2 separate regions of the Sus scrofa genome follow, and region 2 is linked to region 1. A link is a contact called in public Hi-C data. All regions are on one chromosome and are shown on one strand. The core of a region is the stretch at or near the end of the contact, and the rest is flanking DNA. Distances in the headings are between cores, read along the strand shown. Region 1 holds the start of LOC110257285. Region 2 overlaps SLC9A3 (sodium/hydrogen exchanger 3).

Region 1 (3,915 bases), core at 438-2,937:
AGGGCTGAGGCCTGGAGGCCAGAGTCAGATCCCTCCCTCCCCGTCCCCCACGGACGCCTCCGAGCCAGCAGCCCGGCCATCAGATGGCCTGAGTCGGGCCTCGCTTCTCTCAAGGGGGCGGTGCCAGTCCACTGCCTGGTCCCCCCGCGGCCAGCACCTCCGGGCCTCGGGGCCCCGCCCCTGGCACTCACACATTGGTCTCACACAGATGGCAATACAGGTCCTGGATGACATGAGCGTGTTTGGACCTGTCAAACACAGGCATAGGCTCCAAATAGTTCTTCTGATGCACGCTTTTCTCGGCCGGATTGATGGAAACTGCGATGATGTGGACCACGAGGTGGAAGAGAAAGATGCTACCGGTGACCTGGAGGGGGCTCGTCAAGGAGCAACTCGGCCCGCTCCGCACGGTGCGGGGCGCTCGCCCCAAGATGCCCTGGGCCACCGGGCGGCCGCAGGAGCCCACGCCTGGTGGGCGGCAGGGAGCTGGTCAGCCCCTCCCGTACCCGCCTCCCGCAGAGGCTGCCCGAGTCCTTCGCCCTCCAGGACTGGAGGCTGCGCCCTGTGACCCAGAGGGACAGATGCGCTTGCACCTGTGGGCACCAAGCCCGGCCCTGGAGGCGGTCGTGGGGGTCGTCAGGGCGGGGGGCAGCGCCCAGCACACAGGTCGGGTCACCAAGGAAAGGGGGGGAGGGCTCAAACACAGGCCAGGAAGCCGGGGCCAGCCCAGTAGGTCTCTCTGTCTCTCTGTTTCCCTTTGGGTCTCTCCCTCTCTGTCTCTGTCTCTGTCTGCTCTGTCTCTCCCCTCCCCCAGGGAAAGACACCCCAGGCTCCCACCCCCTCCAGGACTCCCAGGGTAAAATCGAGCCCGCAGATCCTCCAGCCTCCTCTCCAGGGACCAACACACCATCCCCATGGAAACCAAACAGAAGGGGCGGAAGCACGGGCCTGGCCTCCCCAGGAGCCCTGCCCTGCTTCCCAGGACGGTTCTGAGCCAGGAAGGTTCAGGGCTTACAGGCCCGGCTCCTGTGAGAGCGGCCTGGGCGTGGCGGGGGTGTGCCTCCTACTGCTGCCCGCGGGTGTCCTGGCGAAGCCGCGGTTCACAGGCTCTGCTGTGACTCCGCAGAGGCCCAGGGCGGTGCGGGCTCTGGGCAGTGAGGCCTCCCAGGCTGCACTGCTGTCAGGGTCCGGGGTCTGCCCGCCCCACCCTCTGGGGCTTGCGCTTGCAGGCGTGGTCCAGCCTGGATAAGGGCCCAGAGGAAGCTTCCATGGCGCTCAACAAGGCTCGGTGGGGGCTGGTTTGGCCAACACTGCTCGGCCCTTCCTTGTCCTCTGGCCTCGGGTGCAGGCCCAGGGCCCTGGGTGCTGGGCGAGGGCGTGTAGGTATCAGAGGCTGGGGGGCAGAGACCGCCGTGAAGGCAAGAGTGAGCTGGGGCTCAGAGGGCTGGGCCAGGGGAGGGCGGGCGCAAAGCCAGAAGAACAGGGAGATGGCTGCTGGGGACCAGCCAGGCCCGGGCACCTACAGAGGGGACGGGACTCGGCAGAGAGGGCCAGGTGAAGACGTGGCGATGCTGAGGCCCTTCCTGCCACCGCAGGCCCCTGCAGGCCGCCCCTGCTGTTAACAGATGAGCCATGCTCCCGTGGTCAGTGGCCAGCCTACACTGTCACAGCTGGTGACACCAGCACATTCCAGTACGCTGGTCCCTACACCCACTTCCTGAAGCCTGAGGCATGGCCGGATGCACAGCACTGTTTGTGTGGTTACCGGGGCAACGGGAGTGAGTCCTGCGCAGGAGGCCGGCGATGGCAGCAGGGGACAGATGTGACAGGAGGTGGCACTGCAGCCCAGGTGCCGCCCCTCCTCTGTGGAGCTCAGCGGGATGGTTCTCATCACACACTGTGGGCAGGGCCAGCGGGCCAGATGGGAGGCTGGAGCTGAGTGCTCTGTCCCTGCGTCCACCCTCAGCTCCCCCCAAGGCCACCGCCAGGGAGAAAGTGGGGACAGCAGCCCACTAGCGACTCCCGTCTCACAGCGGGGGCACCTGAGCACTCGACCAGAGCCTGAGAGGCCAGCCCTGTGGCGCCTCGACTGAGTTCCTGGGCTGTCCGAACCTGCAGGTGTCCCTGGCAGGTGTTCCCAGGCCTGGCATCTGGGACCCCAGGACCTCAGGGCAGCCTTCCACCTGGACCCAGTGGACAAAGCCGCCCGGCCCCTTAGACATAAAGTGTCCGCTACGGGCACACGCATGAGCATGCCTGCTGGCACGCATGGAGGACTGGCCAGGTCACCCTGGCCACTGCGGGCAACAGCGGCTGCATTTGCTTAAGACGAGCTGGCCGTTCCTGCCATTGGTCACGCATTCTGTGGCCGCCATTGAGCCCCCAGAATAGAAAGTGCCCCAGGATGGGTGTCCCATCCTCGGGCTGCTGGCTTTCACTTTCGATGTAATTCTATCTTAGGAGAGTCTTAGGTTCAAGTTAATAATAAAAAGAACGGGGTTCCTGGTCTCACTTCCACTACAAAGCAGGACATGCCGAGGTCCCCTAGCAACTATCTTTGTTCGGTAAACAAACAGCGCTGGCGCCAGCCCTCGCCACGCCTGTCACTGCTGCCTCGGGTCGGTCGTCCTGCGGCAGGCGGCCAGGGGCAAGCCCCGCCCCCGCTGCCCCGCCCCCCGAGCTGCCCCGCCCCCCCCAGCCCCTGCCGCTGCCAAGTTCCTCGTGCTCAGACCCAACGCGGGATCCAGACCCTCCAGCCAGCGGAGGGCGGCCAGACTCCTGCGCGGTGACCTGGTGACCCTGGTCCTCAGCCCTGACCTTGGCCCCTGCCCTTCCCTGGGCCTGGGCTGCAGGCACCTCCCGCTCCTGGATCCCTGCAGGCACTGAATGACGCTGGCGCCCCCCAGCGGCCAGAGCAGAGCGCCCACGTGCAGCTGTGTAGCGCCTGAGGGATGCCCCTGGGGTTGGGGCGACAGGCAGGTCCCCAAGACAGTCTGAGCTCTGCACAGCCCGGGCCACACTCCTGCTCTCTCCACTTGGGACAGGCAGGGAGGCTCGCACAGACTTGGTCCTTCCTGGTCCTGCCGCCTCCCTCACTCCGCAAACCCGGGCGCTCTCCACCCAACCAGAGACGCCAGGCGGCCAGCGGAGAGGCAGGCGGCGGAGCCCATGTCCTCACCAAGGAGGGCTTGACACAGGCACAAACACCCCCTTTTAGAAACTGGTTCTGCTGCCCACTTTGCAGTCAGCCTGCCCACGGGCTCTAACACGCACGACCCTTGATGTGGGGCCCCACGTCACCCAGACGCCCACCCTGACAGATACCCCCGGGACGGAGCAGAGCACCCCGGGGTCACAAAGGTCACAGTCTCTCGGGGAAGGGGCGCGGTGGGGAGCAGCGCTGCATGCCCCGGCCTGGGGGAGCATGGAGCGCCTCAAGCCTCTCCCCACTGAGGCTCGGCCCTCCCCTCGGCACCACAGAGCGGCTGCTCGGCTGTGGCCTGGAAAGGCCTCCGCCCTGGGTCACAGCTCCTCCCCGCCTCCTGGGGCCTCTGTCCACCCCGGGCCCCTCACACCCCTGCCGCCAGCCAGGCTCGCATCTCCCGCACCGGCTCTGGCGGGTGCCGGTGGCAGAGACCCCGAGTCGGCGGTGGCACGGAGGCCGGAGGTGGGGTTTCAGGCGCTGTGACAACGGGGTGCTGGCGTGAGACGTGGAAGCCCCTGTGCACCTCGCCAACAGCGGCGCCCCGGTGAAAGGATACCCCATAGGCAGTGTATCTCCAGTAAGGTGGCATTAGCGGAATGAATATCCCAAAGTTGGTGGAGGTCAGTACGAGGAACACGACCCAGCACGCAACCTGGAACTTGTGGAGGGGCTTCGACCAGCCGTTAACCCGGGACATGCGAGGCGGCACC
Region 2 (3,915 bases), core at 464-2,963, 200 kb before region 1:
GTAGCCTCGCCCTGGGAATCACTGCTCTGTCGAAGGGCTGCACACTGCTCGAGACCCTGGTGACGACGGCTTTGAGGCCTCGCCCCGGGAACAAGGCAGAGGGCAGCGCGGACAGCTCCCTGAGCAGGCTGGAGCCTGGCTTCTTCAGAAAAGCTTCCAGGTGTCCACTGTCCTTTACTCCTTTACTGCCTCAAACCCTGCGTCCGAGGAGCAGAGAGGCCAGGTGAGGCCCCTCCCGCCTCACTGCACAGGTGCCCTGCCCTGCCCTCCAGAGGCCTGGGGGCTCTGTCCAAGGCCCCATCCATGGGGCCCTGGGGCTGGGGTGGGGTGGGGAGGTGGTCCAAGTCCCTTCGGCGTCCCTGGTGTGAGGACGCCTGAGCCACCATCTGGCCAGGGTCCATCCAAGGACCCAGTGTGATTCCAAACAAGACTGCTGAGCAGAAGCCTCACTTGTCTGCTGGGGCCTCGTGGGCAGGCCCATGCAGCCAGTGCCACTTCTACCCAGCCTGGGCCATCTGCCAGCATTAGGTGGGACAAGCTCAGGCCAGAGACCAGCTGTTTGGGGACGTTCAGCCCCTGTGCCCAGAGACCACACTGGGGTGGGGGGGTGTGCAGGATGAGCACTGAGCTCTGGGAGTCTCAACACAGCAAGGATAAGCAAACACAGGATGCTTCTGCAGCTGTGCCCGTGGTCCACAAGGTGACAGGTGGTTCTGAGACCTGGTGAGTGGACATGAGGACATCCCACATCCTATCCTGGAGTTGGGCTCTCATCCTCCCAGGGGGCTTTGAGAGAGGCCAGTCTAGGCCTAGGATCTTGGGTTGGCATAACAGTGGGCAAAGCTCAGCTTGTGTGGTTCTCAGTTTCCCCAGCAGTGCTGATGAGAATGGATACGGGGTGGCAAGAACTCAAGCACAGACTGTCCCTGGGTCAGGAGTGACAGTGGAAACAGTAACACACAAGTGCCCAGTTTAAATCCAGAACAGATGGACAGAGGGCACAGGAGTCTCCTGGCAAGGGCACCTGCCTGGGCCTCCCAGAAGGTGGAGGAGGCTCGTGACCCACAGGGGCCTCTCTGCAGGGACCCCAAGGAATTCCAAGGGTCAGGTCCTGCAGCACATTCGTCCCCTGGGAGTCCAGCTCCTGTCCATCCAGCACCTAACTGGTGAGTGCCCAGGGCTAACTGAGGCTATGGGAAGACCCCCTTGGGAAGGAGGCATGGAGGGCACGACCCCAGGTGAACATGGGTGTGTTGTGGGGGGTGGAGACCCCTGGGGGGCAGCATCCTCGGGGGGCGCGAGGTCGTGGGTGCCAACGCCCGGCTGGGCAGCCGTGGTGGAGGGTGCAGAAGCCCGGGAGTGCAGACCCTGGGGAGCCCTCCGTAATGTGGGGCGGGGGAGACCCCTGGGGGGCGCGGCTATGGGGGACATCCTCAGGGGCGAGATCATGTATGCAGACCCCGAGTGGGCGGACGTCACAGCGGCGTCTCTTCCTGCTCCAGGGCGTGAGGAGGCGTGTGGCACGAAGGCTGCAGCGAAGCGAGCTTTAGCAACGCGGGGCGGCGGCGCGCGCGGGGCCTCTGGAACGAGCGCCGGCTGTGCACGCGGCGCGCCGCTGCCGACCGCGCGTGCGCAGCCGGCAGCCCGCGGCGCTCTGGTCCCACCCCAGGCGCAGGCCCCGCCCCCGGTTCGGGGTCCGGCGGCGCAGCGGGCGCGGCGCTTCGGGAGGTGGGCGGGGCCTTCTCGGGGCTGGGCGGGGCCGGACTGGGCGGGGCCGGGCTCGGGGCGCGCACGCGCGGGGGCATCTCGGCGGCGGGCTGTCCCTCGTGTGGGGACGAGCGTCCGGTCAGCGGTGCGTCCGACCCCGTGTCACCTGCAGGAGAAGCCGGTGTGAGCACGGGGCATCGGGTGCCCCCGCCTCCAGCCCAGGTGGGACCGAGGACCGCACCCCAGGGCCGGGGCGCGTGCCAAGCCTGGAGGTGAAGCCGCGGGAGGAAGACGAGCTGCAGAGGCGCCTGGTGCCCCGGGAGCCCTGCGCGGGCCGAGGACAGGCTCACTGGAACCTTCCTGAGCCGGGCTTAGCTGCCACGGGCCGGCCCGCGGGGACCCCGTCCTGAACCCTGCCCCTGTCCTGCTCTCCGCTTGAGGGTCTCCCGCACTCCCATCTGTCACGCGGGCTTTCCGGACCTCCGGGCCTTTAGGGAGAAAAACGTCTTCCCCTTCCCCTTGCCCTCTGAGCTCACAGTCTCCTAACCCGCAAAACCTAAAGCGGTCAAGTTCTCCAACAGCACTGATCCCACCCCGCCCCACCCCCAACTCGGCTGGAGAAGCGGGAACTCAGACGAATCTTAAGAAAAATGGAGCTGGAACCAGAGGCTTGTGAGAACAGAGTAGCAGAAGGCAGAGCCGCTGCTGCAGAGAGAGAGGGAGCAGGTCCGGCCGGAGCGGGCGCGGGCGGCTGGGCAGAGGAGCTGGGGAGAGAGCAGCTGTTAGCCGGCAGGGGAGGGCAGGGCCAGTTACATGTGTGTGGACTCGGCCGGGGCGGCGCGGGGCTGCTCCTCGGAGCCATCGGCCAGCACGAAGGAGTCCACGGACTTGCAGCTGAGGCGGAAGGGCGCCAGGCGGTGGAAGTTGCCGGGAGAGTGGGGGATCTGCACTCGGGCCCTCTGGGAGGGCACCACTGCCTCCCCGGGAGACAGCCAGGGCGGTGCCCGGCTGAGGATGCTGGGGTCCTCGTCGGGGGAAAACACGGGGTTGTCAATTCCTAGGAGAAAGGGCAGCGGCTCGTCAGCTTCCCAGGCTCGCCCAGAAAGGCAGAGGGGAGCGCCCCCCGGCGTCAGACGCCAGCGCATCCTGCGGCCGCAGCCACCTGGAAGGTCACCTGGAAGGTCAGGGTCACATTCCTTGGGGGTTCAGGCCCTCCTCTCAGAGCAGAGACCCTGGTCTGCCACCCACACCTGTGCCGCCCTGTGGCCCCAGCGCTCGACCACGGGGTCCTCTCACCAGGGGTGGGTTCTAGGGGAGAGCAAAGGGCTGGCCCTCACCGGAGGGGGAGTCTGTCGCTGTGTCCTGTGTGATGTTTGCCAGGAACTCGATCCCCCCGCTCATGTCCTCGGCATCATAGCTGGCGGCTTCCTCGGGGTCCAAAAGTTCCAAATCTGATGGCGGCAGGGGAACAGGCGGAGAGTGGAGATGAGCAACGCCCTGGACCGCTCACAGCGCCCCGAGCGTCGTCACTGCTGCCACCACCCCACCCCACCCCAGTGGCCTCTGGGCAGTTTAGTGGACCGTGGTGCCCAGATGGTCTCGATAGAATGGGGCTGGGCAAAGAGAAGCACACCGGGCAGGGGCTCTCCCCGCCCCCCTCCCTGGCTGCACTTGGCCTTTTTGAGGAGGAGGGAAGCTGGAGCGGGGGGGGGGGGGGGGGGGGGGGGCTGCAGACTCGGGACGGGCGGGGAGCAAGCGCCCAGCTCTGGGCGCGGCTGACCAGATGGGCAGCAGGGGAAGCGGGGCAGCAGCCTGCAAAGGAGGGTTCTCGGTGCTGAGGGGAGGGGTCTCCCTGGAAGAAAAGCCCTCTGCACCCTCCCGCCCTCGCCCTGCCGCCTGCCCAGCCGTACCTCTCTCCTTAATGGTGAAATCCTGCAGGGAGCTTCCCATCGGCAGTTTCCCGTTGGGGATGCTGCTGTTTCTCTGAGAAATAGAAGGAAACTGCTCACAGCCGGGCCTCGCTACAGATCCGGAACCACTGGGAGCGCCCTGGGAGACCCTGGCCCTGCGGCCAGGGCGCCTCCCCGTGGCCAGGGAAGCCAGTCTGAGCCCGGCCCGCCGCCCCTCACCCGCTTCTGGGCGCGCTCCCTCTTGTACAGCTTCGCCCCCTTCTTGTGCGGGTGGAGCCCCAGCTTGGCCGACTTGAAG

What was found. A called contact is a pair of places that touch in the nucleus more often than the background predicts.
Region 2: a Hi-C map of retroperitoneal adipose tissue shows a contact between it and region 1, with 1.9 times the contacts expected there. The contact joins the enhancer-like site here to the promoter of LOC110257285 in region 1. A contact is called at or near these places in 5 of 47 Hi-C or Micro-C datasets (embryonic fibroblasts, epiblast stem cells, heart right ventricle and 2 more) and 1 of 2 datasets of contacts at active chromatin or transcription factors (alveolar macrophages).

Annotation. Positions count from the first base shown.
Region 1 is chr16:79,499,282-79,503,196 of Sscrofa11.1, reverse strand. LOC110257285 reads right to left here and starts at 1,687. Exons shown (of 13, transcript XM_021076900.1): 1 at 192-1,687. The coding sequence starts at 265.
Region 2 is chr16:79,699,104-79,703,018 of Sscrofa11.1, reverse strand. It overlaps SLC9A3 (sodium/hydrogen exchanger 3), which reads right to left. Exons shown (of 16, transcript XM_021077062.1): 13 at 3,837-3,915; 14 at 3,618-3,690; 15 at 3,045-3,158; 16 at 1-2,764. The coding sequence ends at 2,517. Among named protein-coding and RNA genes, the nearest start is that of EXOC3, 29 kb to the left of the region's middle. Within about 2 kb of position 1,713, at least 46 of the 83 cell types and tissues checked have an H3K27ac peak or open chromatin away from gene starts, as enhancers often do. A contact at or near this core is called in alveolar macrophages, embryonic fibroblasts, retroperitoneal adipose tissue and 1 more, where this site is marked.